Linked DNA regions of Arachis hypogaea: region 2 is linked to region 1. The links are chromatin contacts, called in public Hi-C maps. All regions are on one chromosome and are shown on one strand. Each heading gives the region's core, a stretch centred on a gene start, on an enhancer-like site or on the middle of the called end of the contact. The rest is flanking DNA. Distances are from core to core; before and after follow the strand shown.

Region 1 (4,583 bases), core at 1,324-3,823:
TAGTAAATCTAGGCCTAGCTAGGACACACGTGTAGCCATTTCGACCACTTCAATCTCGTTTTCGTTTTAGTAAACTCCACTTTGTTGCGTGTAATTATTAAACTAAAACTTTACTACTCGTGCAGGGAATTTATAATTGATTATAGGATTATTTCCATGTTCACGATTACATTGACGACACTAAGGTAGCGTTTGGTGGAGAGACAGAGACGGAAAGATTGAGACTGAGAGACAGAGACTAAGAGACAGAGATTGAAATAAATCTCAGTATTTTGTTTGGTGTAAAATGGGAGACAGGAATTGAAACAGGAATGAAACTCTAATTTAATTTGCACAAAGAGTAAAATTGAAATTAATTAATTGAAATTAAAGTATTTTAGGTATAAAATGTTATTAAAGTTTCAGTCTCAATCTCTAAAAATTTCAGTCCCCTGTGTCCCTACTTTTTGGAGGTACTGAAATACTGAAATTTTAGAGACAGAGACAGAAATTTTAGTACCAGTCTCTGAACTAACAAACACGATACTGAATCTCAGTCTCTCAGTCTCTGTCTCAGTACCTCAAAACAAACGCTACCTAATAATCACCCAAAGCATTATTCATCAATTAGATTTTTCAGATGTTGATCGATATTTCATTTGACACTGCGTCTGGGCTTACCTCAATCATTAGTTAGCCGCTACTCAGCAACATCTAGATTTCTCAGTAATCATGGTTCCCGTGACTAAGTGATTCAAAAAAGTTTTGAAAGTTTTATTTTTTTTTTTATGTTATTTAAAAAATAATATATTAAATTTTTATTTATTTAAATATTTAAAAAATAATTAGGAGAATAAATTAATACTTTTAATGATTATTCTTAGATAAAATGTTGGTGTTGTGTTTGGTAAGAGACTAAAGAGATGTTAACTTTTGCGGAGATGAATTTTTAAAAATATGTTTTGTTTCTAAAATGTAAAATTAGTTAAATGGTAGATATTTTAATATTTTAATTAGATTCTAAATATGAATATCGGAAAAAATATTTGCTAGCTAATGAATTTTTTTAATAAGATTTCTATCTAAATTTAATCAATTTTTTTTATAAGAAGATTTGAATATATGTGATTCTTGAAGGTCATGCAATAAGAAAAAAGTATGCTTAATTTGTATTAAAGGAAACTTCTTAGTTTGATGAAGATTCTAGTATACAATGTGAAAGAAAACCTTTTTTTTAAGTATAGGTAAATAATGAAAATATTAAATAATGTGAACAATAGATATATTGGATGTTCATTTTATTAAATGTATAGATAGTTATTTTAATATTAAGATTTATATAATTAATTTAGAGGTATAATGTGTTTTTATTTAATTGATAGTTGTTCATATTATTTAAGATGGTCGTTGTTTACCTAACACTTCCTTTTCTTTTTACCTACTATTACAAGATCAAGCGCAAGTGAGGGATGTGTTTACGGCTATGACAAAATTTTTATATCCAAGAAACAATTTCCCTACTGAAAGGCAAAATGATCAGGGAATATAATATGTGCCTAACAATACTAATGTTATCGAAAAGTTAAATAAATTATAAATTCATGTAAAACTCATATAATCGTATTAAGTGTACAGCAAAATTAATTACTAATATTAAAAATAAATTAAATTATATATATTTATACATAAATATATAATAACTAATTTTGATATACAAATAATAATTTTAAAGGTGGCAATATATCTTGTCAATATTGTTAAATTATAGTAAGTATTGCAGTGGTCGTATTCTTCTTTTCTTCTTTTTTCTTTTTTTGGTGAGGTGAAAAATTTTAGAGAATGGAGATTTAATTTAATGATATACTAGACAATACTAATCAAATAGCGTCCTGTATATTTTCCTAAACAATTTGGGCAAATATTTATGAATAATTGTGTTGATTCCATGTTGATCACTTTACATCAATTCATCATGATATATATTGTTGTACATATTCACAGGTTCTAAACGACGAGATATTTGCAATCTTGGTGCTGATGGCATTGTTCACAACCTTCATAACAACCCCAATGGTGATGGCCATCTACAAACCAGCACGTGGCATCGCCATGAAGACCCACCGCAAACTCGGCGACTTAACCTCCAACTCCGCCAGCAACGAGAAGAAAGATGAGCTCCGAATCCTAGCTTGCGTCCATGGCCCCGGCAACGTCCCTTCCATCATAAGCCTCATTGAGTCAACTCGCAGCACCAAAAATTCCTTCGTCAAGCTCTTCATCATGCACCTTGTCGAGCTTACGGAGCGATCCTCCTCCATCATCTTGGTCCAACGGGTTAGAAAGAATGGTTTTCCGTTTTTTAAGCGGTCGCGCAATGGTGAGTGGCGCGACCGTTTAGCTGGAGCCTTTCAGGCCTACGGCCAATTGGGCCGGGTGTCGGTCCGGCCCACTACTGCAATCTCTTCTTTGCCTACAATGCACGAGGACATATGCCACGTGGCGGAGGAAAAGAGAGTGACCATGATCATCCTGCCGTTCCACAAGCACTGGAGCATGGAAGCTGATGACGAGGATAATGGTGGGGCCCACGAGGTGTTGGAAAACCTGGGCCATGGATGGAGAGGGGTGAACCAGAAGGTTCTCAAGCACGCGCCGTGTTCTGTGGGCGTGCTAGTGGACCGGGGTTTTGGAAGTGGGTCGCAAACTCCAGGCCCAGATAGCACGATGGGCCAACGGGTTTGCATCTTGTTCTTTGGTGGGCCGGATGATCGAGAGGCCTTGGAGTTGGGTGGGAGAATGGCTGAGCACCCTGTAGTTAGGGTCACTATTATCAGGTTTGTTGAGGAAGATGAATTGAATGGTAAAAATATTGTGTTACACCCCTCGCCAAATGCCAATTGCGACCAAAGTTATAGCTTCTCAACAGCTAAAATGAACCGTCAAATAGAGAAGGTAAATAATTACTATATTAACATGCGAATATATTTGTGCCAATTTATTCAGATATTTCAATATTATAACTTTTTGTTAATAAGTTATCGAAAATTTAATGTAATCTTTTAACACTATTTTGATTATCAAAAATAGTATTTATATGTAAAAAATCAGTTATTAAATCAGTCATTATGTATTTTGTGAATAAATACATGTATTGTTTAATTCAATATGTGTTTTGTATTTTATGTTAATAGTTGATTGGATAACTAATTTTTTTATTTATCTAGTATGTAAATCCATATTTTTATTTTATTTTTATCAATAACATTGCATGTACTAATAAATAGTTGAATTTAATGGTTCTTGTAGGAGTTGGATGAGAAGGCAATGGGAGAGTTTCGAGGGAGATGGGGAGAGATAGTTGGGTATGTTGAGAAGGCCAGTGAGAATGTTGTGGAGGAGGCACTAGGCATAGGTAGAAGCGGAGATTATGATCTTATAGTAGTTGGGAAGGGTAGGTTTCCGTCGAGTATGGTAGCAAATTTGGCGGAGAGGCCGGCAGAACACGCAGAGTTGGGTCCCATAGGGGATGTTCTTGCATCTGCAGGGCACGGCGTGGTGACGTCAGTGTTGGTAATTCAACAACATGATGTAGCTTTGACTGATGAGGCACCGGCATTGAGGGTGTTACATGGTGGCTATGACAATGCCAGAGGGGATAATGATTCATCATCTAGTGCTAAAGAAATTTCATCAGTTGACAACAATGATATAGTGTGATGGTTTTCTTTAAGCTCACTTTGGTTGATGAAAATAGAAAGCAAAATTACTTATTAGTAACGCCTGTCTAATAATGTACAGTATGATGTCCTAAGAGAAAATTAAAGCAAGCTGTTCGAATATGTGAAGTAATTAGTTGGGACAGGTGTTATACATATTATAGCCACTGATGGATCTAATGTTTGGAGCAAAAATAATACACATTATTATCAAAGGATATAGTGAAGTAATTAGTTGGGACAGATGTTATACATATTATAGCCACTGATGCATCTCATGTTGGTAGCAAAAATAATACATATTATTATCAAAAGATATATTAATTCAAAATAAATAAAGGTAAAAGTGCACATCAGTTATTCAAATAAAAAAAATTATATTAGTCACTAATTTTCCTTTTTTTTTTTTAAATTTTGAAAGTACTTCTCTTTTTGTTTTTATATTTTGAAAATGTTGAATAATTGTTTCATTAGTAATTTGATTAAATGTCTCTTTTTCTATATATGTAATTAAACAATCATTCAACCACTTGTCGATCTCCCATTCGATTATGAAGTCGACTTTTTATGATATTCATAATAGAAAATGTTTTTTCAACTTATGCTATTGCCTCAGGTAAAATTAAAGCTAATTTCAATAGGAGAAACACCAATGGATAAATAATATACTTTTTTGTCTCAACTAACTTTTGAGATAGTCCACTAATTCCATTTATATTTGAGAATTGATCATCAAGATACATATCGAATATAAAATTCTCAAGTTGATTAACAAGTGTCAAAAGTTGAGTAGAAGAGAATTCACGTGGATAAAATTCAGCTAAACAGATCAACTTCTTCTTATCAAATGCAAAAAATGAGTCACTTGAATTCAAACAAGCTATACAA
Region 2 (4,583 bases), core at 941-3,440, 360 kb after region 1:
GTCATGAAAGCTGGCTATGGAGCCATTTAGAAGGGCGTTGAACCATTTGATTGCGGGGCCGGCTAAGGTTATCGAGAAGGCCTTACACCGGACCATGTCAGCGGCTCCTTCCAGGTTCATCCTGGCCTCGAAGGCCGTTAGGTGTTCTTAGGGATCTTTGGTCCCGTCGTATTTCATGTCAGTGGGCTTGTTAAAGTCCTTCGGGAGTTTGGCTCTCAAGAATTTTTCTGTGAAAGGGATGGCTTCCATTATCACGTGCATGTTTTCTGCTCGTTTGGCCTCCCGATGGTGCCGTCGATCGTCTTCTCCGCGCCGGTGTTTCGGGTCTAGGAAAACGCTGCAGTCATGCCGTTTGCTGTGTCGTTGCTCAGGCGGCCTGGTGTTCCTGGTATTGCGGTGAGATCAGGTCCTGGAGGTTGCTTGGCTTGCGTGCTCCGGGTGGTACCATTCTTTGGGTGTAACTCGGCCTTTGAGGTTTTGCACCCTGAGGCACAGCTCTTGGATTATCTGTATCGCCTTCTCTCCCAGGCCGTCGAGTGGCTAGCCTTCAGTGGGAGGACGGTTGTCTTCTCTTGGTTATTGTTAGGTTGGGGTTGGTTGGCAATGTGCCGCGCTTGTTATCCTCCCGTGGGTGGGAGGAGTGTTATCTTGGAGTTCGGGAGTTGGGCTTCGTGGGTTTGAGTTGGGGTGTTGGCTGGAGGATTGCTCCTCAAGGTTCTCCCTCATGCCGCCACGATTTGGCAATCCCCCGCATCTATGCAAGAACTTTGAGAACTTTCTTGATCTCTTGGCTCTTGAGAGGTCTGAGCTTGGCCACGGTGGTGGCGTTAAGGAGGTCGTTCATGATGAACTTCCTTATGAATTTTTAGTAAGCTCCGAAGAGGGATTATGGCGACAGAGTTGTCAAAGGTGAGGTGGCAGATGGCACAGGTTTGGAACCTGGTGTTGAAGGAGGTGACCTCGTGGGTTTGGAGGAAGAGCTTGAAGAGTTCAAAAGAAGAAGCAACCACGGTGAGCATAGAGCCGAAGTAGAGGGAGAAGATAGGGCCATGGCGCTTGGAGAGACAGATGAGAGAGTGGTGAATGAGAGTGTCCAAGAAGTGGAGGTGTCCCACTAAAGGGAGGCGAGACTTTGGGCTCGGAGGATTTGGAATTTCATGTTGGAGTAGGGTAAAGGTGTATAAAGAGTGTTATCACTAAGAAGGTGATTGCAAGTCGAAGAAACATTGTTCCTTTGGGATTTCGCCGTTGGAGTAGGGCGAAGGTGTGTTATCACTGCAAAGGTGATGCAAGTTAAGGAAACATTATTCCTTTTTGCTCTCAGTTACAAGCAAGAAATCAAGTGAGTGAGTTTGAGGATTGCTCTTCTGGGTTATCCGCCATGCTACCACAACGTTGCAAAGTCCCCACAGACGGTGCCAATGTACTGGATGCCTCCAGTACGGGTTGAGAGATGGATCGAGAACTTGCAGGTTGAGGCGGATGCCAGATTATTTGACTGGAGCAATGGGGGTGGTACCTGCAAAGACACTCCGACGCTCAAGTCAGAATGGATCTAAGAGGTAAAAGGTGTGAGGAATGAATGAATACCTGGAGGGACCTGGGTCCTCTATTTATAGGTGATGGTAGCTATCTTATCTTATCTTGTTTGGCTAAGATAAGGGAGACGTTTGAATTCAAAAGTTGGTTAGGAGCTCTAGTAGGCCAATTCTAGGCCTTTTAGAAGGGCGAAGCGGGTCGGACCCGAGTAACCGAGTTCGGGAACCATTCCGGGCGTAGGATTCATGGGCCGGATCCGTAACCAGAAGCATATGTGTGTTGTATTTTGTTGTGGAAAATGTGGGTGCTAGGCATGTATGTGGGACAGTTTTTTTCTGAAATAAGGATGAAGAAAGCGGACCATCCGATTTCTTTGTAAAAAAAATTAGTACACAAATCGGAGGGTCCGACTTGTGTATCCTAAATTTTTTTAAGTTTTAAAACAGAAATCCGAGGGTCTGAGATTTGTGTTCCAAAAAATCAGACGGTCCAATTTTTGTTCCTAATACCACAATTACGTAAAGCACCTATACACTCCATAACTACGTACTACACCATTCCCTCAACCACATCTAAATTAAAAAGTGCGAGGAACTATTTGTTTTTTTATCTCTTAAATATATGTATTGGTATATATAAATTTCTTGGAGTGTCGTCAGCCTCTAAAGCCTAAACTGAAGCCCCTCCACTATAAAAAGCCGTTCCCATCCCATAGACTTGAACAAATGAAACTTAAGATGGCTAACATCACTACCATCAAAACCGCTTCCGATGGAGCGTGGCAGGGTGATAACCCTCTCAACTACGCTATTCCGTTGTTGATCATTCAAACCATCTTAGTCCTTTCCGTTAGCCGTAGCTTGACCTTCCTTCTCAAACCTCTTCGTCAACCCAAAGTTGTTGCAGAGATTCTCGTAAGTTTACTTATTTATTTGATGACTTACACTTACACATGTACGCATACAGTTCAAGTGCATGCCACTTAAAGACTTCAATAGGATAAATGAAAATACTGTCGAGCTTTACATTTTTTTTAATAAATCTTAAGTATAACATCTTTCTTTTTACAATCATGCTGCAGGATATAAAATTATACATTAAAAATAACTAAACAATACATATATTTATACGTAAATATATATATATTTATTAATTTAGTAACTAATTTAATTTTTGTGTGCAGATATTTTAGATTTGTATATAGAAACACCCAATTATATATGTACAACGAGGTTAGAATAATTATAGAAAAAAACAAAAATATTATATGTATATTAAAATTAATTATTATATATTTGTATAAAATATGTTAGATGTACGCTTAATATGGTTAAAAAAAATTTTGATTAAATGACTTAAATTGCACAAAATACTAATGAATGAAGACGTAAATTAAATGTCAGGGTGGAATTTTGCTTGGACCATCTGGAATTGGACGTAACAAACAATTTACGAAGTTGGTGTTCCCTTCATGGAGCACTCCCATACTGGAATCAGTGGCCAGCATTGGCCTCCTTTTCTTCCTCTTTCTTGTAGGCATTGAGCTTGATATTCGAACCATTCGCCGCAGCGGCAAGAGAGCTTTTAGCATTGCCGTTGCCGGAATATCCCTGCCGTTCCTCTTCGCCATGGGAGTAACCTTCCTCCTCCAGAAAGCCATCCACTTCGGAACCGGCCATAACTACCTCCAGCTCCTCATGTTCATGGGAGTATCCCTCTCCATTACCGCTTTTCCTGTGCTCGCCCGCATCTTAGCAGAGCTCAAGCTCCTCACCACACAAGTAGGAGAAACTGCCATGGCCGCCGCCGCCTTCAATGATGTTGCGGCCTGGGTTCTCTTGGCCTTGGCAATCGCCTTGGCCGATGGACAACACAAAAGCTCACCCCTCACATCTATTTGGGTTCTCATTTCAGGTGATCCAACTTATATTTTTATTATATAAATTATTATTACTTTCATTATTAAGATTTTCTAATTACTCATTTCTTTTTTGATAATGCTTCGGACTCAAATTAAGTTGTGGATAAGTATATATTTTAGAATTTAATTTTCATGCATAATAAATTTAAAATACTTTTACACAAATAAATCATATATTACTAGTTATTATAAAAAAATCATTTTTAAATTCATTATTTTACAAGCGCATACATTAATTTAAGGACGGTATAATTTTTTTCAACTATATGCTAATCAGTTACTAGTATAAAATATATGTTAAAATATATATTAAAAATAATTAAACCACATATGTATTTATACACAAATATATTGATGGCTGATTTTAATAGCTAATTTTAGTGTACAAATAGCATTTTTAAATTTTTTTATAGAGAAGTGTTAACAGACCAGCAAATTTTGTAATTTGTAACCATCAATTATCCATTATTAATATTTTAATAGTGTGAAATTATATTTAATGATTTAGGATTACTCTTTTTTTTTACTAGTTAAGTGTTAACCAAATTTTAATACAAATGCTGAGTTTTTAAATTTTTTTTTTATATTATTAGTGTTTACTTTATATTATGTAAATTTATGTGAGATATTTTATTACATACTATTTTTATTTTATTTTACTATTAAAATTTTATCAACCAGGCAGCTGTATTAATCAAAATATCTGAAATTCAAAACAAATATATGTTGGTTTCAGGGGTGGCGTTTGTTGCATTCGTATTGGTCCTTGTTAGACCCTTTATGAACTGGGTAGCACGCCAGTGGTCACGTCAACGCCAAGTCTTTGACGAAGCGAGCATATGTTTAACCCTCGCGGGGGTTATGATAGCAGGCTTTGTCACTGACCTCATTGGGATACACTCAATCTTTGGAGCCTTTGTTTTCGGGATCACGATCCCAAAGAAGGGCGAGTTTGCGAGCAGCGTCGCAAAGAGGATCGAGGACTTTGTCACGGTGCTGTTGCTTCCGTTGTACTTCGCCTCGAGCGGGTTGAAAACCGACGTTGCTAAGTTGCATGGAATGGAAGAGTGGGGGCTTTTGGTGCTGGTCATAGTGACGGCGTGCGTCGGAAAAATCTTGGGGA

Evidence for each region. Hi-C and Micro-C count contacts between places; a contact is called where the count stands out from the background.
Region 2: a contact with region 1 is called in a Hi-C map of an unstated tissue, with 4 times the contacts expected there. The contact joins the promoter of LOC112758894 here to the enhancer-like site in region 1. A contact is called at or near these places in 3 of 8 Hi-C or Micro-C datasets (leaf and an unstated tissue).

The regions. Positions count from the first base shown.
Region 1 is chr16:31,474,633-31,479,215 of arahy.Tifrunner.gnm2.J5K5, forward strand. LOC112758889 (cation/H(+) antiporter 20) reads left to right here. Exons shown (of 4, transcript XM_025807674.3): 3 at 1,981-2,931; 4 at 3,286-3,910. The coding sequence ends at 3,696. Among protein-coding and RNA genes, the nearest start is that of LOC112758889, 8.1 kb to the left of the region's middle. Within about 2 kb of position 2,574, at least 3 of the 3 cell types and tissues checked have open chromatin away from gene starts, as enhancers often do.
Region 2 is chr16:31,832,609-31,837,191 of arahy.Tifrunner.gnm2.J5K5, forward strand. It overlaps LOC112758894 (cation/H(+) antiporter 20), which reads left to right and starts at 2,191. Exons shown (of 5, transcript XM_025807681.3): 1 at 2,191-2,453; 2 at 2,943-3,453; 3 at 4,197-4,583. The coding sequence starts at 2,265.